Regions from separate parts of the Hordeum vulgare genome. Here region 2 is linked to region 1. The links are chromatin contacts, called in public Hi-C maps. All regions are on one chromosome and are shown on one strand. The core of a region is the stretch at or near the end of the contact, and the rest is flanking DNA. Distances in the headings are between cores, read along the strand shown. Region 1 has its middle 340 kb from the start of LOC123410954. Region 2 has its middle 110 kb from the start of LOC123407021.

The links. A called contact is a pair of places that touch in the nucleus more often than the background predicts.
Region 2: a contact with region 1 is called in a Hi-C map of seedling, with 3 times the contacts expected there. The contact joins two enhancer-like sites. A contact is called at or near these places in 2 of 6 Hi-C or Micro-C datasets (leaf and seedling).

What each region holds. Positions count from the first base shown.
Region 1 is chr7H:527,441,891-527,446,613 of MorexV3_pseudomolecules_assembly, reverse strand. No RefSeq gene overlaps it. Among protein-coding and RNA genes, the nearest start is that of LOC123410954, 340 kb to the right of the region's middle. Within about 2 kb of position 2,018, at least 2 of the 3 cell types and tissues checked have open chromatin away from gene starts, as enhancers often do. A contact at or near this core is called in seedling, where this site is marked.
Region 2 is chr7H:527,792,156-527,796,878 of MorexV3_pseudomolecules_assembly, reverse strand. No RefSeq gene overlaps it. Among protein-coding and RNA genes, the nearest start is that of LOC123407021, 110 kb to the left of the region's middle. Within about 2 kb of position 2,303, at least 3 of the 3 cell types and tissues checked have open chromatin away from gene starts, as enhancers often do. A contact at or near this core is called in seedling, where this site is marked.

The DNA of each region.
Region 1 (4,723 bases), core at 769-3,268:
TTGTTTTAATCACTTGAAAAACACATGAAGGCTTTATTTCTTCCAAGTTTGGTAGAAAGAAACTGGTCATGCAAATCCTCTAGATGACAGTCGACCTTAACAGCATATTGAACATCTCTTACCAACTTGGCAACTTGCTTAGATGCCCCAAAATCGGCAAGCTTAATGCAGCCTTTGCTATCAACAAGAATGTTTGCACGCCGAATTAAAAACAATCCCATGATCATGAAGATGATTAGCACAATTAAACAATCAGTGGTACAAAGATTCTAGTATATGTTCAGGCTTCAGAGTTTTTACCTTAATGTCTATGTATCATTGCATTGCTATGCAGATATTCCAACCTTTGCAAAATATGACTGATATACTTCCTAATCACCTAATCAAAACATGGAACGGATCAATTTCTCTTCTGTGAGTCAAATTACAGTAAACAACACGGATTGATGGTTACTTACTGCCTCCAGGAATGAACCGAGTTCTCCAAGAAGTGATTGGATAGACCCACCAGGAACAAACTCCAGTAGGATATTCAGTGTGTCTTCCTCCCGCACAGTCCCAAGGTACCTCTTCTCAAACCGAAGAGAGTAGATCAAAGAACTACTTTACTGTGAGCATCACTCCGGTGTCCAGGTTGACCTATTGATCTCCTCATCTGTCGATCTCCTCATCTGTCAATCCTAACTCAGCACACAAAGCCTGCTGCTGCCAGGACTGGCAATTTTTATAGATCCGCAGAATAACTAAATCCTCTCACGTGCCAGCAGCTTCCCGCAGTATATTTTTTATGTCTACCCACACTTAAATTACAAATGCAAGATTCTACACATCAACCATTTTAGCCTTAGACATCAGGAAATCATTTGCACTCGGAATTCTCTATTTTGCAGATTTTTGTTAACTGAATTATCATGTAGCAAGCACATGAAGGAAATGCGTTTTGTGCTTGCCCACCTCCACCTACTGTTCCACAATTTCTATCAAATATACTAAGTATCGCAAATCACGCATGGCAAAGTGACTACCTTCTTGTCCAGCCGGGAGTTTATTGGTCAACTAACCGATGGATTGCTCCGAACCCTCCGCCGCGGTCCATCATCTGCCTTTGCCGCAAGCGCCCCCTCCGCCGCACGGATCTGCCCGTCGGTGCTTGGTGCCGCCATGGGGACAGCTGACCTGCTACCATGGTAGACATGCCCGCCGACGCCCCCTCCGCAGCACCATTTGGGGAAACCTGCTGGAGCCGAGGAAACCAAGGTAGACATGCCCGAACGCGCCGGAGCCGACACCACTGGATTAGCGGTATCTCCCCCGCTCGCCCGCCCCCGTCGGTGGGCACGGGCGTCAGAGGCGGCGGGCGGTGCGGCGGCGAGGGGCTCTTGGGACGGCGGCGGGGCGGGCTCCTGGCATCGGGGGATCTCGCAGACGGATGCCACGGTGGTAGCGGCAACAATGGGCAATGGCGAGGGCTCCTAGCTCCGGGGGACGGACTGCAGGCTACTCGCGGCGCCAATGGTGCGACGGCAATCACGGAAGACTGGTCCTATGCGGTGGAGTCTGATTTTCTCCTTTTTTTCTTTTTTGAGGGGAAGTTTGGTTTCGTCCCGAGAAAGACCAGTCCTATGCGATGGAGTATGTTCAGCCAATTGTAATTGCTAAGTCCACCCAGCATACGGTGAATTAATGAGGGCTGTTAGATTAAGATCTGTGAGAATAATCGTGGGGTGGGGTGCTGATTGATTGATTGTTTTTATGGGACGTTTTATGAGGTGTGTGTAGTGTAATTCTTGTTAATTGTTTAATAGTAGTATAGATATAGATCAGTACTGACCACTGCAAATTTGGATGCATGCTCGCAGGATATGTGCGAGACAGCACAATGGATGAGCGAATTGTTCAGTCCCTACTCTATGGGCTGATTCTTCTAACTATTTGGGATGCATCCCACTGTGTCATGGACCATGTAATTAGTGGGACTTACGTACCGACTGAGGAGGAAATCCTACGTGCCGATCAATTTGGCACATAGTCAGGGCTTCGCACAAGGGTGCGACTATGTCTAATTTGACACGAACTAGCAGCACGTTTCGCCTCAAGAAGTCGTGGAATGGGTCGGTCCAGGCGTGGACCAAAGACTTTCATCGCTCTTTTTTATACTCTTTCGTTCACACATTTGCTTTCATTATCTGTTATAGCAAAAGGACCCGTGCGTTGTAACGGGAGAAAAACAATTATAATCTCCAATGATGCTGATCATATTATGTCTTTAAAATTTTAGGACATTTCTTGAAATGCATGAACATTTTTTGAATTAGCAAATATTTTTTTCAATTGCACTCAAAAAATAACACACAAACTTTTTTTCAAAATCATGGACTTTTATTGTTTTCACCAAAATTGTTCTCAAAATTATGAACTTTTTTTTGAATATGTGAATATTTTTACAAAAATTCTGAGCACTTTTTGAATTCACAAACATTTTATATTTTCTTCAAACTTTTATTTCAAAATTCCCAGTTTTATAAATTGCAAAAGTTTTTCAAAGTTCTAAATTATTTAAACAAAAAATGGAACAGAAAAATGAAAATAAAAAATGAGACTAAAAACAGAGGCACGAACTGTTTTTAAGATTTTCACACGGACTTTTGTTTAAAATCGTTGACTTTTTTATTTATGGACATTTTTTCAAAGTTTAAACATTTTTTTATATGCAAACATTTTTCAAAACTCATGAGTAGTTTTTGAATTCTCAAAAAGAATATGATTTTTTGAATATTTTATTTCGAAATTCTCAGTTTCTTAAAATTGAGAAAAGTTGTTTGAAGTTTTAAATTATTTAAAGTAGAAAAACAAAATGGAACTGAAAAGAAAAATAAAAGAACTAAACTAAAAAAACAGGCCCACGCATGGGCCGGCCCAAACAGGTGTGCTGCATCTTTTTCCAACGCCTAGAGCGTAATATAGGAGGTGCCTACATGGGCCGGCCCAGTCCGAAGATTTTCCTGTTTGAAATGTTTTTTATGACTTATAGGTGGCATTGATGGATAATTTTAGTCAACTTTAAGGACAATTTGGATGACGTACGGAAGAAGCACTATTTGCTTTATTAGTATTAGTATTAGTATTAGTATTAGTATTAGTATTAGTATTAGTATTAGTATTAGTAGGTAAGATAAAATTATTTCGTTACCTTTGCTTATATTACAAATATCCTAAGTATATGTATTATAAAAATAGCTTTGCATATAAATATGAAGAATGTTAACCGCACATTTCAATAATTTTAAACGTTATACAAACATTCTTCTGATTTATATGAAAATTGTACAATGTGTACAAAAAAAGAAGATATGAAAACGTATGTACGAAACAATGTTGATCGTGTACTTGAATTATTTGAAATGTGTATATATAATATATTCCTGGTGTACACAAAAAATATAAAATGTGCATGAAAAAAGTAGACGTCATAAGATATATGTACTAAAATATGTAAATAGTGTATTAGAAAAGTATTAAACGTGCGTATAACAAATGTACAATGTGTATGAAAAAAGCAGTCATAATAAATATATATGTTTAAAAAATGTTAACCATGTATTTGGAAAAAAAATGTACAATGTGTATGGAAAAACATAGATATAAAAATGCAAGTATTCCAAAAATGTTAATCATGTACTTTAAAAAGGTTAAGCATGTATCAAAAAAATGTTGCTGGTATATCCATAAAATATAGGATGTGTATAAAAAAGCTGACATAAATATTTATGTTTGAAAAGATTTGTAATCATTTACATGAAAGAATGTTTAATGTGCACACAAAAAATGTTTATTCAATGTAAAAAAATGTGCTCATAGATAAAACAAATGTGTTCCCTCCAAAAATGTACACAACGTTTTAAAGGAATACTGATGTCCTTCCAAAAAATGAAAGTGAATTTAAAAAAATGTTCATATAATGTTTGTTCATGTAGTTTGGCAACGTATTTACTGCCAAAAAAATGGTCAATATGTATTTGAATATTGTTGACCATGTATTAAAAAGGGTTCAAAACTATAAAAATGTACATCGTATATTTCAAAAAAATTATGTCATGTATTCAAAAAAATACTTAACGTGTGTCAAACATGTTTCACTTGTACTCCAAAAATGTATACTGGTACAATGCACTGAAAATAGATATATGTTAAAGAAAAATAGAAAAAACAAAAAAGAAACAAAGAAAAATAAATGTAAAAGACCGAGAAAGAAAGAAAAACAAAGAAGAAAGACAAAACATTGAAATCCGAAGAAAACGGTTAAAAACAATAAAAAAGAAAAGAAAGGATAATATTTGTACCAGTCCAACCAATAAACAATCAGCGAGCTAGCTCACCTCCCGAGCAAGCAAGCGTACAAAAAAAAAGCGACCAGGCCGGCCAAGCTATAAAAATATATCTATCAACCAAGAGCTCTTCTTAACTCGCCACTAACATGATACAGAGAACTAACACGAGCGGCAGGATACAAGCTGTCCCACTTTCTCCTTTTTTTATTTTATTTTCTTATTTTTCGTTATTTTATTGATTTAATTTTATGTTTCACTCTCTTCCCATTACCTTGTTATTTTTATTTTCCAAGTATGATTTTTAATTTTTTTCAAACATCGTCCTTGTATTTTGAAAAACATTCAAAATTTCCAAAACCTGTTTGCATATTTCATAAATTGTTTAGAACTTCAAA
Region 2 (4,723 bases), core at 1,054-3,553, 350 kb before region 1:
ATAGTATAAAAAACATCATAAATAAAAATTACATCTAGATCCGTAAACCACCTAGCAACGATTACAAACACTGAAATAAACCATGTGTTATTTTTGCTTATCTCCTGATGAAGGGATTCATGCAGGCTATAGAATTCCATCCGATACATCAAAAGGCTAGTCATGGAAGAGTTGATAAGCACAACCCTAGTCGCCTTCGATAGCCACCATCCTTGCCAAGGTTTGACCCTATGTTGTACCTTGGTCATTGAAGGCGGAGGTGCTTCTCCTAAAGCAGGGAGTCACTAATCAGCATGCCGAGGTAAGTCGTGACGAAGGACCCGAGTTGACAATTAAGACGGTTAGCTATACGTTGGGAGTCCTCGGCGGAGTAACCCAACACCATCACTTCCCTCTTTGCGAAGTTAATCTTTAGCCCCGACATCTCTTGGAAGCATAGACGGAGGAACTTCAGGTGAGAGATGTCCTCATCCGAGCCCTCTACCATCAATATCGTGCCGTCTTCATATTGCAGATGGGTTAACCCGCCCCGGGGGACGAGGTGAGGGCAGATGCCCCTAATATTCCCAGCCCTCTAGGCGAGGTCCAAGATCGCCGCTAGGGCGTCCACTACTAGGTTAAAGAGGAAAGGGGATAGCGAGTCTCCGGTTCGTACCCCTTGCGTCATAGGAAAGAAAGGGCACACCTCCCCATTAATGTCGATTGCGGTGCGGCCACTTGACACGAGTTGCATGACCCGCGCTATCCAATGGGGGTCGAAGCCTCACTTCGATAAAACTTCCTAAAGGAATGACGAGTGGACCGTATCATACGCCTTGTGGAGGTCAATTTTGAAGAACACCGCTCGAAGGTGTTTCCTCCTAACTACATGAAGCATCTCGTGAAGGTTGAGAGTTCCGTCAAGAATGAATCGCCCCTTGGTGAACGTCGTCTGGTTAGGGTGATGTATTCGGGGGCAATCAGGGCTGCCCTAGTGGTGTACCCTTTGGCCAAAATCCAAAAGATCACATTGATAAGGATTGGGCGGAACTGCCTAATGTCCACATCCCCTTGCACCCGGATAAATGGTCCCATAATTTAGGCGAGATATGTCTAACGTTCCTCGCAAGAACCCGTGGAAGAGACATGATCTTTTAATAACAACTTGTTGGGTATCTGCTTAACTTGAGACCTTGTTGTATTAGACTTAATTTGCATGATATATATGAATGATTTGTGCTATTTCTTATTTGAACTTTGATGAATATTGTTTTGTCTGCATGAATTTCGTTTGATTTGTTAAAAAGCGGGCTGAAATGTATGCGGCTAATGTTGGATGTCATTATTCTGTATTCCTGTCTGCAAACTGATCTTCTCCTGTCCGTGAATAGATGTGGGAGAAAAATTACGGGTTATCGTTAGAGATGCCCTAACATCCTTGCGCAGTAGGACCTTGACAAGGTCCACTAGTACTGATCACTAGTGTATTTTCTTGGTTTCGGACATGATATTTTTGCACCGAGCTCAAATGAACTCGATTGAACAGTAATTTTGAAAAAATGTACAATGTTTAAAAAAATTTATTTTTTTTCTGGGCAAACTTTGACAATTTTTGTAAGTGCCCGTAAATTTTTATGATGAAATCACATTTGTGGAAGTCGTGGTAGAAAAACAAAATTGAAATTCTAAAATGCTACTTTCGGAAGCATTTTGAAACATCCATTTTGTTTTTTTGTCACGACTTCCAGAAATGTAATTTCGTATTGAAATTTTACGAGCTCTTAGACATTTTGTCAAAGTTTACTGAAAAAAATGCAGTTTTTTTAATATTTTACAAATTCGCTGTCCATCCGAAATTATTTGAGCTCGGGTGTAGAAGAGCACTTTCCCTTGGTTTCTGCCTTTTCAAAAGAGATGGTACAGAAGCGCACTTCCACTGCACGCGCAAGGAATTTTCTTGTTGCACGCGATAGGCTTAGAGAAATTCCCTAGTCGTGAATGGCTACGTACGCACGGCTCCAAAGCATGGCTCGACAACCACATACGCGGTCACGCACGGATGCACAACTCCATGGTGATCAATTACAAGCTTTTCCGTCGAAAATGCCAGCACCAAGTGTTCCGATCGAGCCGTCTCGTACGCGGCAGGCACTGACAAGGACTGAAATCTGCACCCGGCCTGCAATGCACCTGGAGCTGCATTGGTTGGTTACTAGTCATCACTCATTAGTAGAAACAGGAAACGGGCACGTCAAAGACTGCCTGAAAAGTGCACGCGGCGGCCGGGTTCACTGAACAAGGGCGACGTCTCGCTCGCCCATACGCTTTCGCTCCATCCCGTGTGTGTACGCCGGTGCACCACGTAGCTACGTGCGTTGCGTCCCTTCCCCCGACGACCGCGATGGGTAAAAGCGCACCCGAGATTGATTGCAAAACACGTCCATGTCCGTCAGTCGAGCGGAGCGGTGTATGGAGTAGTTGACGCATGACGTGGAGGGTCGTTATCTGCCAATTCCAACGGATAATTCTTATAAGCATTGCCTACACCCGGAAAGTAACACTAGTGGAAAACGGATCTTTGGCCTGGATCCTTTAGTCCGGACCTCCCTCTGGACCGGGACTAAAGGCTCGGCCACGTCGTCCCAAATCGCAATGGCGCTCACGAGGCTTTGGTCCCGGCCCGTAAGGAGCCTTTAGTCCCGGTTTGTGTCTCAAACCGGGACTAAAGGGTTACGCGGTGTGCAGCCCGCATGTGCGTCACCTTTAGTCCCGACTTGTGTCTCAAATCGGGACTAAAGTACTCTGCCTATATATAGCACAGCTCCCCTCTCCCCTCTTTCTTGCATTTTTCTTGGATGGAAGAGTGTGGGTGTGTGTTAGACCCTGTTTGGTTCCAATAAGTCAGGTGACTTAAAACCAGTGACTTATAAGTCACGCCTGTTTGGTTGTCACCTGACTTATAAGTCACCTGACCACATCTTCTCACCCTCCAGCCGCCGGAGCACGAAACAGAGCAGCAGCCGCACAAATCGGTGGGGAGTAGTTGCCGACCTGGGAGCCGTCACCAAAGAAGTCCTCTTCCTCGTCGGCGCCTTGGGAATCTTGGAAAAGGGCGGCGAAGCTCCGACCAGCCATGGTGGAGACCGGGCGGCGAGCGGAGGAGGCGAGCTGATCCGGGCGGAGGCGAGCCGATCCGGGCGTTGGGCGAGGCGGAGCTCGCGCTTCTGGCCTGGGCGAGCCGAGCGAGCTCGCGATGGAGCTCAGCGGCGACGAGGGCAGCAGCGGTGCGCGGTGGGGAGGGATGGGCGAGGCGTGCTGCGCGGTGGGTGGGGATGGAGCTCGGCGGCGGCAAGGCGCGCTGCGCGGTGGGGAGGAATGGAGCTCAGCGGCGGCGAGGCGCGCTGCGCGGTGGGAGCGGCGGCGAGGCGCGCTGCGCGGTGGGGAGCGGATGGGGCGAGCCGCCAGTCACGGGTGGGATGGGGCGGTGGGCACGGGTGGGATGCGTGAGGGAACAGGTTCGGCTGAAAAAGTGGTGGGACCCATCAAAAAGTAAGTGACTTATAAGTTTTAAGTTGGGGTATAGCAACTTATGACTTATAAGTTGGGGTGACTTATAAGTTAGGCCCTTTTGGCAAAATAAGTCACTTTTTGCACTTTTTAACTTATAAGTTGGTGACTTATTTGTAACCAAACAGGGCCTTAGCTCTCCATTTTCTTGATGCACTAGAGTGTTTGTTGAAATGTGTGTTAGAGCGATGCCGCTTCAGTTTACCGAACACAACTACGATATGAGATGACCGAGCCACGCTTAAACCTCTTCCTCTTTATTTCTACTTATTCTAAAAGGTTAGCAACTATATTTCCTCGTTTTGACCGTGCGGTACTAATTTTTAGGATCGTGATTGTATTTGATATACTGTCCTATAACGCAGATGAGCCATCCATGGATGTACGGTGATCGACGCACATCCGCTTACAGAGAAGGCGTGCATTTTTTTCGAGATGCAGCCGATGCGAACAAGCATGATGGTTGTTATATGTTTTGTCCATGTGTTGAATGTCGGAATGAGAAGGATTACACTTTCTCAAGAGTCATTCAGAGCCACCTGCTTCGGTCCGGTTTTATGTCGGGCTATAATGTTTGGACCAAGCACGGAGAAAGAGGGGTTATGATGGAAGACGACGATGAAGAAGAAGAGAACGATGATGACAACTACCGATCTATGTTCCCTGAGTATGCTGATACCGAAATGGAAGACAATGAAGAAGAAGATCAGGATGAAGAACGGGAACCAGATGAGCCCGCTGATGATCTTGGTCGGGTCATTTCTGATGCACGGCGAGGTTGCGACACAGAAAAGAAGAGGTTACAGTTCGAGCAGATGTTACAGGACCACAACAAATTGTTGTACCCAACTTGTGAAGATGGCCAGAAGAAGCTGGGTAGCACACTGGAATTGCTGAAGTGGAAGGCAGAGACCAGTGTGACTGACTCGTCATTCGAAAAGTTGCTGGTACTGATGAAGAAGATGCTTCCAAGAAAGAACGAATTGCCCGCCAGCACGTACGAAGCAAAGAAGCTTGTCTGCCCTCTAGGATTAGACGTGCAGAAGATACATGCATGCCCTAATGACTTCATCCTCTACCGCGGCGAGAAGTACGAGAATATGGATAAATGTCCGGTATGCACTGCATTGCGGTATAAGATCAGAAAAGATGACCCTGGTGATATTGAGGGCGAGCC